Linked DNA regions of Macaca mulatta: region 2 is linked to region 1. A link is a contact called in public Hi-C data. All regions are on one chromosome and are shown on one strand. The core of a region is the stretch at or near the end of the contact, and the rest is flanking DNA. Distances in the headings are between cores, read along the strand shown. Region 1 overlaps LOC144341005 (a long non-coding RNA gene). Region 2 has its middle 330 kb from the start of NOCT.

Region 1 (7,250 bases), core at 1,709-4,208:
GCGAGACTCTGTCTCAAAAAAAAAGGAAAGCTCAACTCATAAAAGTAGAGTAGAAAGGTGATTTCAGGAACTGGGAAGGTGGGGGACATGGAGAGATGCAGGTAAAAGGGTGCAAACTTTCAGTTGCTAGATGAACAAATTCTGAAACTGTACAGCATGGCAACTAAAGTTAATAATACTGAATTGTTTACTTAAAATTTGCTAGAGTGGATCTTAACTGTCCTCAGCACCCCTCCCCCAACACACAAAATGGCAACTATGTGTGGTGATGGGTGTATAAATTGATTGTGGTAGTCATTTCACAATGTAGACATAGACTCAATAATCATATTGTATATTTGTAATATATTGAAATAGTGTCTGTTATACCTTAATAAGGTTGAAAAAATAAATATAATGGTCAAACATGTTTTTAAAAAATGTATACAGACTTTTCTCTAGTTACTTGATCCCCTCTTGGTAAATCTCAAATGATTATATACTGTATTCAAAACTAGTAAATGTAGGTTTTACTTCTGGCATGAATGCTAAATTGTAATATGACCTTATACAAGCTACTTTATGTGCATGACCAATTTTTTTAATTAGTCAAATGAGCCCATAGTCATATTCTATTCATTGCATATTAAGAGAATGCAGATGCCTATCCAAAAAAGAATGATGAGGAAAGCAGTCTCAGAAATGTGCTATAGTGTAATATACAAATAGTATTAACACGTTTTAAAAGGCAAAGTTAGTATTTTATATCAAATTCATATTTAAATATAATGATGGCTGAAGACAGTATCACTAATATATTCCATGTATTTGTGCATAGGTAACATTAATTACAATTCCATTTCAAACCAAGAGGACACCATTTTGTGTCAATATGGCTCAAAACTAATTACATTACTTAGTATTTTAAAAAATAAAAGATTATAAAATTATTAGCATATTATCCTTTTTTATATGCTCAACAATAAATGACATATTTGGCTTAGAGTATCTTTACAGTTGTATTTGAAATATAAAGGAAATATATCTCAATCAACTCTTCACTGGGATCTCCACATGTCTATAAGAAAAAAATCTGTAATCAATGAAAACCTATCAGTCTTGATTCAATAACTAGAACTTGGGTGTGATTACAAAAATAAGTTAATTATAAATTTTGATTTATTCTTTTTTTTTTTTTTTTTTAAGAAGGAGTCTCGCTCTATCGCCCAGGCTGGAGTGCAGTGGCGGGATCTCAGCTCACTGCAAGCTCCGCCTCTCGGGTTTACGCCAATCTCCTGCCTCAGCCTCCCAAGTAGCTGGGACTACAGGCGCCCGACACCTCGCCCCGCTAGATTTTTGTATTTTTTAGTAGAGACGGGGTTTCACCGTGTTAGCCAGGATGGTCTCGATCTTCTGACCTCGTGATCCGCCCGTCTCGGCCTCCCAAAGTGCTGGGATTACAGGCTTGAGCCACCGCGCCCGGCCCCTGATTTATTCTTTAAGATGAAATCAATAGTAAAAGAATATGGCAGACTGAATATCAGATAGCAGTGAACTTTAACTGCAAGGTAGGCACCTTGCATTGTTTGTCTTTGTGAGAAGTATTTTACTGTGATTAGATAGAATTCACAGGATAAATAATCACTAGTTGTTGTATAATTGTATTATTTGTGTGTATATTTATGTTGATATTTTGCTTGCTTTGGTTCACTTAGAATAGTCAAATTTTATAAAGTTGTCAGAATTACTCAGTTCAATGATCAGTTTTATGTGTCAACTTGGATAGCCATGGTATTTCGTTTTTAGTCAAATAGTAGTCTAGATGCTGCAATAAATTTATATTTCAAATGTGATTAACATTTAAATCAATAGACTTCGAAGAAGACAGATTACTCTCCCAAATGTGAGTGGGTTTCATCCAGTTGGTTGAAGGCCTTGAAAGGAAATTTGCCTTTAGATTGCCTTTGGGCTAGAGTCTAAAATATCAACTCTTCCCTGACATCTCAAGCCTGTCATCCTGACCAGGAGATTTTGAACTTTCTAGTCCCAATAATAAAATAAAATCTCTATCTCTCTCTCTCTCTGTCACTCTCTCTCTGTCTCTGTCTCTCTCTCCCTCTCTTCCTTGACACACACACACACACACACACACACACACACACACACCCCATATTGGATATTGATATTGTTATTTGGGAGAACCGTGGCTAATACTAATGGCTAATACGCTAATACATATGTGTATGCCAGACAAAGAGAGAGGAGGAGGAGGGAGAGAGATGGAGACAGAGACAGAAGTAGAGCAGCTATACTTGCTTAATTGATCTGTTTCTTTGTAGCGGGAAATATTCAACATTCATAACTTCATGTACAGAGCAAAAAAAATAGTTGAAATGAAGACAAAACTGACTGTAAAATGTGTTTACAATATGATAAACTGTGTTATTTCCATTCCAATAAGTTCATATGGGATTTTTAGTGAGTATTTAAAGAAATCTACCACCCATAATCAAAGGCATCAAAACGAGGAATCCAATATATCCAAAAAGGAAAATAAATGTGATAAGGACAGGTTTTCTTTCCAAAACAAGTAAGTAAAAGCTAAAGTAAATAGAATATCCTATGTCATGGCAGCAGGTAAATGCTTACTAAGTTTTTCTAATAATAAATGTTCTGCACACATTGATAATTTATATGTTTTGGGTATGAACATCTGTGATTTAATCATTGTTTTTCCAGTAGAACAAATGTAAATCATATTTTACTTTAATTAAATCATTAAAGAGAAAATAGCCAAAAGCATAAGGCTTTTGAGAACGCTGATTTTAACCACATCACTAGGAATAGAATAGTACCTTGTTCTCTTTATAGCTGTGTTATAGCTCCCTGAGTAATTCAATTACAGCACAGCATTGAAGCCTAGCTGCATAGTATTAACTGTAGTTAAGCTTTCCAGTCTCTAGAGGTCTCTGTACATCACTTTTTCACTCACTGCCATCCTTGCAGGAAAACAGACACTTCAGCATTGTCTGGACAGACTGCAACTCTCTAATGAACTTAAATGTTTCACTACTGTGTTTTTCCCCATCCTCATATATTCTAACATAAATTAAAAGGCTTTAGGTACAGCCAAAACAATTAAAAGAGAAAAGCATTTTCTATTTATTTTTAAAATTTATACAAGGGGAATGTTTCCTTTTTGTGATTATCTCAGGTGTCCCTATTCTGAAACTGTTTCGGCTACGTTGTTTCCAAAAGTGTACATAGTACTTATGATTCTGTATAGTATTATATATAGTACACAGGGTTTAATTAGACAAATATTCTTTTCATTTATAAGTGCTTTAGGATGAGAAAGACAAATAAATGCCACAGTTCTTCATGAAATTACCTCGAATGCAGCATGAATATTGAATTCAATACTTGAAGATGATTGGCTCTTTCATTAACATTCTCATTTTTTACTAAAACTTTGGCACATTATCAAGGAATAAAACTTGCGTATAAATTAGCATTTGCCACTGTGGCTTAAATCCTGAAAATGGCAAATAAAGTAGAACCTTGTCCTCTAGGCTTAAGTTTCATTTTACTTAGTTTCTTTAATAAGATTGGACAAACCCCTCCTTCCTAGGATTCTGGTTTATGGAGAAAACTGCGTCACGTTGTGTGACTTGCAAAGCAGGTCATATCTGTCATTTGGGGTCGGGGCCAGCAGGAAGCAAGCAGTATATTTTGTCATAGTAAGCAAAAAACATCAGTCCATGGAAGATCTAGCAGTGCTGGGGCAAGGTTTTGGCCAGAGTTCTATGTTATTGAAAAATGCTATTTTGGACATATGTAGAGTTATTTTCTAATTTTGGTAACAATAGTTATGATCAAGTATCTCTTTGATTACAAAAGTTAAATCTTAGGATATACTGGACACTAAGAATAATACATATCCTAACTCATCTAATCCTCATAATAATTCATCTTGTAGGTGGTATTATTAATAACTTAATTTTAAAGGTGAAAAAACTGAGGCAGATAAAGCTTAATAAATTTTCTCGTAGGGCTGCGTTGGTAAGTGATGGAGCTGCATCAGTCTGTTTTCAGAACCTGGACCCTTAACAACTATATTCAACTACCTCTCAGGTAGATAGATCCTTCCACAAATTATGTGAGGAGAGACATGGGATCAACCAGTTGAATCAGCTGAAGGAAGTGCCTTTCCAAGTTTATGGTTGAGACCAGAGCCAAAAAAGAGAGAGCAAAAAACAGTGCAAAAACTTCAGAGGCTTTCTAATCAATAGCATCTCTGGCAAAATGGCTATTTTATATAGATATTGTCCCATTAACTATAGACTTTTCTATGCTTAGAGCAAAATATTAAAGTAGTATTCCTTCTTACATCTTTACTTAGTGCTGAAGAGATGTCATCTATTTTTTTTTTCATTTCTATGAAAGATAAAAGAGATTGAGAAAGAGAGAACGTTTAGAGAGATTCGTGCCACATCTACACCTGTTTCATTGGTCTGTTTCTTTGAACAGGACATATTCAACATTCACAATTTAGAGCATGGAGCGAAAAAATAATTAAAATGACTTCAAAATGGATAATATTTGTAAAGTATGGTGTATCAATATTTTGTGATAGAAAAAGTAAAGGCATGAGTTAGCCAAAGTTCAAATAAAAACTTTCACCTTTGCTTTTGTGTGACCTTTAGTGACTTCCTTGATTAGTTTAATTCCAAGTCCTCTCTTCTATAGAATGGGAAAAAAATATTAATAATGATGCCTCACCAATAGCTTGTGAAAACAAAGTAAAATAAAATTGCAGTAGAATGCCAAGTAATCAATATTAAAATTATTACTACTGTGTTGATAATGGTAATATCTTACATTTAGTATTTATACTTAAGTTTGGTATTTGTCATGTGAGCAAACACCATAATCTCCTACTTGTTCCTGTTCCCAAGATGTTCTTGCTGATTCCCAGTAGATGATTTTACAACTTCTTTTAGTGAAAAGGCTCAGGTCCCACCAAGGAATTTAGAATATGGCCTCATATTCAGCAAGTTCCACAAAGTTCCGCCACAGCCTTTGCTCTTGTTTCTCTCACATTCTAGTTAGAGTTAATGTGAACTTTCCCACATCCTTGCTGATAATTACTAATCTTAAAATTAATTAATTCTGGCCCCTCTGATACACCAAAATCTCAATGGACAAAAATACATACCACAATTTTACTCCACAAATTAACTTTACTTAAGTTAGCAATATTACTATGCTGCAGGCTTTAAATCCAAAAAACTTCAAAATCATTTGACTGTTGAGTCCCCTTAATTACTTTCAATTATCATAAAATGTTGATTTTTTTAATTGAAATATTTTGTTTTCTCATTCTCTCCACACTAGCAGAAACTGTTCACATGCAGTTTATTCCTATCTCAAATACACAAATTGAAATGATGCCTTATTTAGATAAGAAGTGTTCATTAAAGACTTGATATTTGGCCAATTAACGCTTTCTGGGTACTGGCAGCTATAAAGACAAATATAATATAAAAGTTGAGTTCTTGTCTTCAAGAAGTTTAAAATTTATATTCAGAGACAAAAACTACAAATACAGTAAGCTATGAAATAATGTAAGTTCTAAAAGAAAGTAGACTAAGGGAAAAAATTCCTCATTACTATTGATAGAAGTTTTACATTAAATCTCAGGTAGTTATCAAAAGTTTTTATTTTGACCTTACAATATAGATAGAAGTTGGACAAGTATAACTGAAGATCAGATTTCTCCATGAAGAATGCCATATAAACTAAAACTTGGTAGAAAAACCATGGCTGCACGCTGTTTAGCTATGAAAAATATCTTTACTATTCTATTTTGAAGCAAATTTGAAAGTCAAAAAACTAGACAGTTTTAAGATAGTCATGCTTTCATTCATTTGTTTTGCCATTATCTGATGAAACAAGTAGAAAAACGGAAGATCACACCATCTAGTACTTACAAAATAGAACTCCTCCATGCATGAACACATTTCCCCAAAAAGACATTTGGGGGAAAGATGAAGTCTCTTTAGGAATTTAAAAATTACAAAAAGAAAAACATAACCTGTCCAGTGTCTGTAAATTGCTGCAGAGTTCATAACATAATCTAAATGAATGTGGATGCCATATTTGGGTATTTCCAATATATGGAATATTGAGACAGATTTCATCCAACAGTTGCATAAATTTTCCTGAAAATATGCTAACTTTTAAAGGGAATAAAATGAAATGAAAAGATAGATAGTCATGTTCATTAATCTTATCTGTGAAAATAAGCTCCATCGTTGTCCTCTCTGTAGAGCCAGGGTGTAAGATCCTGCTTATACGTATTAAATTTATATACTTTACTATTCTGGCACTTGCCTATTATTTGGCACCGCAGGGTGTCTTAAATAACTCAGGCCTAATTTAAAGAAAATGAGCTTAATGATCTCTACAAATTCTTTCAAAATATAGGACTCTGAATAATCTTTTGCATTTACTATAATCAAAAGATATTTAAGTAGATCACAATCAGTCATCTGTAAGATCTCAAGTTTCTGCAATGTTAGTTTTTATTTATATGACTTTGTTTTTGTTCTTCCTCCTCCATCCTTTGCAATTTAATCTTTAAATAACCTATTTAGACATCTCTGATATTAATATTTCTCCTAGAAAATATGATTTTCTGTGCAGGCAAATTGGATTTTCAATGATATTATTAATCTTTCTACAATTTCCTAGTCTTCTGGCTCTGATTTCTTTAATTTATAAACACTTGCATTTTGTCTATGTCCTTGACATTCTAAAACAGATAGATTTCTATTATAAATTGTGAGCACTGCAAAGCAAATGTGAATAGCAATTACCTATAACCTTGCAATCTTTACATATGCACACCCACAAAAAAATTTAAACATGATTTCTTAAATTTACCACAGAAAATGTATGACTTGAAAAGAGCAGTCATCTCCACCCTTCACTTTATCCACACACATGCACAGATTATCTTGGTTAAATTTTCTCACAGATTTTAAATTTTCTAAACACAGAAGACAAGAGCGAGGTAGGGAGTAGGCTGGTTTGGGTAAGTAGATAACAGAAGATAAGTAAAGTCGGCAAGCAGATGACAATCACATTTGTGGAGTATATTTTAAATTGACTTCAATTTTACATGTGTTTTAACTCTTTCCAGATATTTATTACATATACAACACTAGTATGTTGAGCAGATGAGCACTTTTAATGTATAGGGACAC
Region 2 (7,250 bases), core at 3,504-6,003, 1.6 Mb after region 1:
CACTTGGCACAATAATGTTAAGACAGAGGTAAACAGTATTAGCAAAAGGTTCATTGTTGGTTAAAAGAGTCTACATTTGGGATTTGTTTCTGTTGTTCATATAAGCACTTTTTCTCTAGCAACACAAAGCATAGAACTTCATTTTCCAATATATTTAGACCTGCTTATCAGTAAGTTTCCAAAAATATAAACCCAAAGTATATCAGATCTCAAGTCAGAATTTTCCTAGGCATCAAAAAAAAAAAAAAAAAAAAAAAAAAAAAAAAAAAACACGAAAAAAAATTTTTCAAAAACAACAGACTGGCATCTGTTTGACAATATAGGCAAAATCTTTTCTTTTTTTTTTTTTTTTGAGACGGAGTCTCGCTCTGTCACTCCTGTCACCCAGGCTGGAGTGCAGTGGCCGGATCTCAGCTCACTGCAAGCTCCGCCTCCCGGGTTCACGCCATTCTCCTGACTCAGCCTCCGAAGTAGCTGGGACTACAGGCGCCCGCCACCTCGCCCGGCTAGTTTTTTTGTATTTTTTAGTAGAGACGGGGTTTCACCATGTTAGCCAGGATGGTCTCGATCTCCTGACCTCGTGAACCGCCCGTCTCGGCCTCCCAAAGTGCTGGGATTACAGGCTTGAGCCACCGCGCCCGGCCAATATAGGCAAAATCTTTAGTGGAAAATAAAGCTCATGCATCCACAGCAAACGTAAATTCATACAAAAATCCAGAGTGGTGAATAGTCTTCAAGTATTGTGGAGATGCGAAGGAGAGAGGGAGAGAGGAAAGAAGGATGGGAAGGAGAAGCATGGGTTTTAGAAATCTTCAGACTAAGCTTGATTCCTGGACTCCCTACATACTCTGCAGCAACTACCAGCAAGTTCACTCTCCTCAAACTCCAGATTCCTCTCTGTGATAATGGAGACCATGATACTCTATGAGAGATAAAGGTTTAAACCTAGCATGTAGCAGTCACTCAGGAGATATGAGATTCTTCCTTTCTTCCTTCAGAATGGCTTTGGATAAGCAACACTGGATTCTCTTTCTAAGGTCCTAAACTTCAATTTGGGGAGGCAGAGCAGTTATAAGCAAGAAGGCAGAAGTGAACTAATGACTAAAAAAATGAGGCAAAAGGAAAGCAATCCTGGGAAATGGAAATTCTCTATCACTAAAAAAATGCAATAAACATTTAGTTCTGTTTTCTGGCCGCAGGCAGAGCAAATGCAAATGCATCGAGAGCCTACTAAGGAGGCCCTTGCAACAATGATAAACTGCTGCAGGAAGCATCTGTCCCTTCCCCACCCAGGGCAACATCTTAATAACCAGCATGTTCGTGATTTAAGTAAAGATTTAGACTCAGAACACGCACTTGGTCATCTGACTTTGGTTTAGGGCCAGGATTCCTAATATTCAGAAATGAGACTAAGCTCTTTTGCAGTGTCAAAAATGTCACTGTACCGCCTCTCCCCGACATAGTATGAGCTGCCTTGTAGTGTCTATTCATTGAGAAAGTTCATAATCACAAAAAGACTGAATTTGTATTATACTTAACCTCATATATTTGAAAAATTACATATATTTGAAAAATTACCACGACGTTTGTCTGTAAGATATTATTTATCCCACCAATAAAGGACACTTCGAGCACAGAGAGCTTTCCAGATCCATTAAAACAATATTGTAGACACTCTGCCTCCTAAAGGTACAAAGCCCACGGAGGCAAAACCCTGAGGGGAATGAGTCTCTTGCTTTTTGTAAAAATCTCCATCAAGAAACTTCAAGATGAATAATGATTTTGTCAATTTTGAAGCAAAGGTTTAAAAATAGGAAAACAGAGAGAACATTCACATACTGAGAATAAATTTGTTCCGAATGTTATTAATAAACCAAACTTTTTTTTGTAAGGCCAATGTGTAGATTGATTCTAAAGAGAACAGACATTCCATCTCTACTCTGAAGTACTAGAAAATAACAATGAAGAGAAACTATTGGTTTGTTTGTTTTCTTTTCTTTTGCTTTGTTTTGTTTTTTTTGACAGAACGAGTTTCTAGGTAGAAAGAACCACTGTTTTTATGATGAACTATTGGTACAATGACATAGCTATGCCTCAGAGTCTCTCAAGCAATCATGCTGAGTAATTTTTCTTGTTGATTGTATCTGTTTAAAAAAATGGAACTCTAAATTGTTGGGTAAAATTTACATTTGCCAAAACAGGCAGCAACTCATAAACTAGTCCAGTGAAAAGTCTGTAAAATCTAGCGGCTAAAACAGACGGAAAAAACTCCAGACATTCATAAAATTATTCTGCATGATATGCTAAGAGTCTCGGAGGAGGGAAAAAATAAAACCAGAGCAGCTGATTAAAGACACATTTTACTACCTGAATCTCTTGAAAAATGACAAAAAATAATCCCCAGAAATATCTATCTCCAGTCATCGCAAGATCCTTCCTCCCGCAAAAATAAGACAAAACTGTCATTTTTATGAGACTACCCCCAATGACCAGGTCTGCGGTTTCAAAGCCAGTGCTGTGTTGCCCCATAGGTGAAAGAAAGAGGAACGCATCCATTCCATCCTGTCGGAACAAACGTGAACATCTGCCTTCCACGTTTGGTTATGGTATATGTCAACAAACACAGCAGCAGAGAAGGCCCTGCAAAATTATCCATCAGGGACCTGTTTACATTTGTACTGTCAATTCTAATAGGTTTTTTATTGAATTAAATTATTCTGCCCTCATTAGAATCATGATTGCCTGTCAGTGAGTATGACAGGTTTGAATTCCCACAAGGGTGTTAGACGCTCCATCTTGTATATTGCCCAGGAGGGATCAAGGACAAGGCTCAGTTGGAAATTCTACATGTCAATCCTTGAAATTACAGCACACATACTTCTCTGCAAATAAGTAATTGTGCTTCACAGTAAAGCAACCCAGAGAATTCCTAAGGTTCTTCTGTCTTGCAGACATATACAACTTGGCAGGTCCTGACAACCAGGTTGACCTGCAGCCACCCAACCTCAGCACGTAAATGTAGCACCTGCTCGTTTCTCAAGGCCTCTTGGGAGTTACTGAAGGCTACGGAGGCCTATAAACATGGACAGCAATTTCACCTGAGACGTGGTTTCAGGTAAAGCTTATTTCTAAGAACACACTTGAAAATGTAGAGAAAATTTGAGCATTATGGAAGACAGATAATTCTCTGCTGGACAATGGGGGAGAAGCCTCCAAGGGATGGCCACATTTAGTGACCACTTCCTCTGCCAAGCACGTTTTCTATCTTAACTCATTTAGTAATTACAACTCCGTGAGGAATAACACTTATGGCCATTTCATAAATGGAAGAAAGAGAAGCTTGGAGAGTAATGTTTCAATATCACACAGTAAGTGGCTGGGCAGGACTGAGACCTCCATCTGCGGTACTCTATGATGCCACCCCTCTTCCCCCTTCTCTGGTGCCCTGAGCAGGAGGCTGGCCCTCCAGAGGCACCGAATGTAGCAGGAATCACAAGGACCTTTGGAGGCTCAGCAATGGCCCCTCAGCTTGGAGGAAAGATGGAACCTACAAACCATATTCCATAGTAAAGAGATTTCTGAACACAAATATGCTCCCCATCTGGGCCATCCCTAAAACAGATGAGCAACTCCTAAAATTGGAGTTTGTTCTTTCTTCCATAATTAAATGGAGAGAAAGGGGGACTTTACTACTCAATAACTTAATGTGGGAGAAAATGAAACCTCTTTATCTTTTATCCTTAACTTCTAACCAAGTATAGAGAAATCAGTCCATACAACCGCCTTTTTGGGGATTTTTTTAAACTAGCATCAAATTGCTGCATCCTCTAAGCCTGAAAATTCTCACATTTTACAGTTTTGCCCCATTTCCCAAAATTTCCCATCCTGGGTTTCTTTCAGAGATGCTGTTTTCCCTTGAGAATCTATATCTCTGGGGTCTAGAGCCCAGGCAACAATGTTCTTAATAAGCGCCCCCTGGAGATTTTGGAGCCCACCAAAGGCAGAGGCCCTAAAACAGAAAGCAAATTAAAGTTCTGCAGTTGGATATCAGCCTGTCGTGTGGTCTTTATTTGCAGAGGAAATGGAGAGGGGCTGCATTTGGATGAGATGTTATAGGAGAACCCACCTTCTCATTGCTCTTCAAATTCTTCTCCAAGGGATTTGAAATCAACCACATTGGAATGTCTGAAAAAAATTCCTCCTATTAAAGGTAAATGGTTAACCTAGAAAGAGAAGCATGTAAGGGAAGACCTGACTTGCTCACTTGCTTGCTTGTTTGCCAGGATGTAACGTCCAGGCAGGGAAGGAGTTTCGTCTGGTGACCTGCCACTGTCTGGTTGTTTGTTGAAATGACTTGATTTTCAGTCATGTCTCTTTAATGAGATAAAGCAAAAGAATGAACTAGGTACATTCTCTTCCTCTACCTTTAGATCCTTCTTTTCTCCAGTGAAGTCTCCTTATTCCTGTTCTCTTATTCTTCATTCTCTGCACCCCAACTTTCCTGGACAACCTGCCTGTACTCTGTCTCTAGATACTTCCTTCTGTTTTGATTTTTTTTTTCCTTTCCTGTCAGACTTGAGGATGCCTTCTGTTCTAACATCACTCCTTCTCTGCCACTCACAGGCTCACGGTTTGGTACCCAAGCTGTTTTCTGTTCCCTGGCAGCTAGCCTCGCATTCCATTCTGCCACAGGATTTAGCTCTAAGTCAGGCAGTAAATGGGCTCTTTACAAATCTAGCTTAATTTAAAGAACTCTCTTCCTGAGCTGCATTTCTGGGGACATTTTTCAAGGGTGTTAGCAATGAGGCTATATGCACTTGCTTGTACAACAGCAGATTGGCTGCTGTTTCTGTCACTCTGAGAGACCAACATTAAGACTCAAATTAACTAGCAAGTGTAAACCACAGGAACCAAGAGAATGATTTCACAGACTTATTTTTTTTCTCCTCTCTATTTGTATAATTTTAGCAACTAGGGCATGAAGTGTGCAGGGCCCAGTGTAAGTGTGGTGGAAACAGCAGGGGAATGATGAGTTGATGAGCTTGGGGGCATGGTGAGGCTGGAGGATGAGGGAGATTGGAAGTCATTGATTATGACTCCACAGTGCGATCTGAATGACTAAGATTTGTGGAAACTCAGTCCTTGTCTTTCATTCTTAGTGTGAGATACTTTATGCTCCTATCCCTTTCTTGTTGTATCTAGCTTGACCATCAATATTTGGTTCATGAGGCCATTTTTTAAAAAGCTCATTTTCATAGACAAACTAGCAATTGGTTTTATATATGCATTAAATCACTGAACAACTTTGAAAAATCTATGCTAAGCAGAGCATGTGCCTTCCAGGTTGTGGGACACTAAGTGGGTGGCAGCACCCTGGCAGAAGTCCACGGGTCATGACACTAAAACATCTGGTGAAGCTACACCCAACTAGCTCATTTTATTTTGACAGAATGCAGTTTTCACTGGGATTAAGATCTCTCACCACCTGTGTGTGGGGGCATGCGGGGATCAAGGAACCACAGCTGAATAGGCAAAATTCCATTCTCCTGTCCCTTCTCAGATACTAATGAGGAGTGACTTAGCCAAGATGCAGTAGCAGAGGGGCATGGTGAGAAACAAGAGGGCTTGGTGGGATGTAAAGGAAAAACTACGTTAATACCAGAGGGACTAAGGTGTAAGACAGCCCTGCTGTGTGACAGTGCAACGGTCAAGCCCCACCAGAAACAAACCAACAAAAATCACATCTCTATTGGGCATCACAAGTACAATCTAGTCTTTCACTGCCCAGTAGAGTTTCCACTGGGCCACAGGTAATTTTAACTTTAAATGAGTTTGAATTAAAATTTCATTTCCTCCATCACACTGGCCACATTTCTAATGCTAATAGCCACACGTGGTCACTGCCTGCCACACTGGACAGGGCGGTTCAGAACATCTCTATCATCGCAGAATGTTCTATCGGACTGTGCTGCTCCAGCATGTTCTGCTCTAGTGACATGCTCTGACCTGTAGCTTCAATGGATAGACATTCTTGAGCCAAAAGAAAGCCTTAAAAAGTCATGTGCAAGGGACAAAGCTTCCCTTACACATAGAACGGAGCAGCCTTCTGGGGACAGGAGAGACACAGGTAGTCTGGTAGCTTCCAAAATAAGTGCTGAGAACTATTCACAAATGCAGCCCAAGAGGATGCAGAGATGGGATCATCTCCTTCCAAAATCGACTGCTTCTCTCCCTCTGCCAGACGGTTCAGCTGAGAGCAGCAAGTTGAGGAGCAACTCCTCATATAAATTAAATGGAAAGGAAGGGCTATCCTGGCACTTAAGGATTTGGAAGCCAATAGCACCAATATGATTAAATAATTGAACTGTCTCACCTTGCCCAGTCAAACTGGATTCCAACGAGGGTAATTAATCTTCATGTGCCTGTTATTCCCTGCCCTGTTCCTGTTCAAAGTCAAGTTTCCCAACCTGTTTCTTGCAAGAGAAGAAAAGGGAGGAGGAAGCCAAACAGGAGAGCTTCCTCATAGAAGGGCATTAGTACCAAGAAATCTTCAAGTCTAGTCTTAATGAAACTCCCTCAAAAAGGCAGCTTTAATGCTGTAATTGTATGTAATGTTACATGCAAATTTCAAAGAAACAAAAATATTCAGGGTTTACAGTTGTTCTTAAAGATTAGCTATGGGCTGGGCATAGTGGCTCATGCCAGTAATCCCAGCACTTTGGGAAGCCAAGGTGGGCGGATCACAAGGTCAGGAGTTCGAGCCCAACCTGGCCAATATGGCGAAACCCTGTGTCTACTAAAATTAATCAGGTGTGGTGACAGATGCCTGTAATCCCAGCTACTTGGGAGTCTGAGGCAGGAGAATCACTTGAACCCAGGAGGCGGAGGTTGCAGTGAGCTGAGATCGTGCCACTGCATTCCAGCCTGGATGACAGGGTGAGAGTCCGTCTCAAAAAAAAAAAAAAAATTTTAGGACTTTCCTTCAAGAAACTCTCAGTCATTGTACTTACACTAAGCCCCGAAACAAGAGAGACAGTGACTGAGACAGGCAAGGAAGCTAAGTAAATCTCCCCAGGCTTGCCTCAGTTCCCAAGTTAATCATTGCTCAAACGCAAAGCCAAGGTAGGAGAAGGCGGAGCTGGTCATAACATGTGTTTAAATTCGTTAATTCACTCAACAAACATTAATTGAGGGCCTGCCATGCCAGGCACAGTTCTGGGAGCTTGATGTATCATCTCTGAACAAACAGA

The links. A called contact is a pair of places that touch in the nucleus more often than the background predicts.
Region 2: a Hi-C map of fetal cortical plate shows a contact between it and region 1, with 2.6 times the contacts expected there. The contact joins two enhancer-like sites. A contact is called at or near these places in 2 of 14 Hi-C or Micro-C datasets (fetal cortex germinal zone and fetal cortical plate).

What each region holds. Positions count from the first base shown.
Region 1 is chr5:145,971,498-145,978,747 of T2T-MMU8v2.0, forward strand. All of the region lies in intron 2 of LOC144341005 (a long non-coding RNA gene), which reads right to left. Among named protein-coding and RNA genes, the nearest start is that of PCDH18, 410 kb to the right of the region's middle. Within about 2 kb of position 2,959, at least 8 of the 40 cell types and tissues checked have an H3K27ac peak or open chromatin away from gene starts, as enhancers often do. A contact at or near this core is called in fetal cortical plate, where this site is marked.
Region 2 is chr5:147,553,903-147,561,152 of T2T-MMU8v2.0, forward strand. No RefSeq gene overlaps it. Among named protein-coding and RNA genes, the nearest start is that of NOCT, 330 kb to the right of the region's middle. Within about 2 kb of position 4,754, at least 9 of the 40 cell types and tissues checked have an H3K27ac peak or open chromatin away from gene starts, as enhancers often do. A contact at or near this core is called in fetal cortical plate, where this site is marked.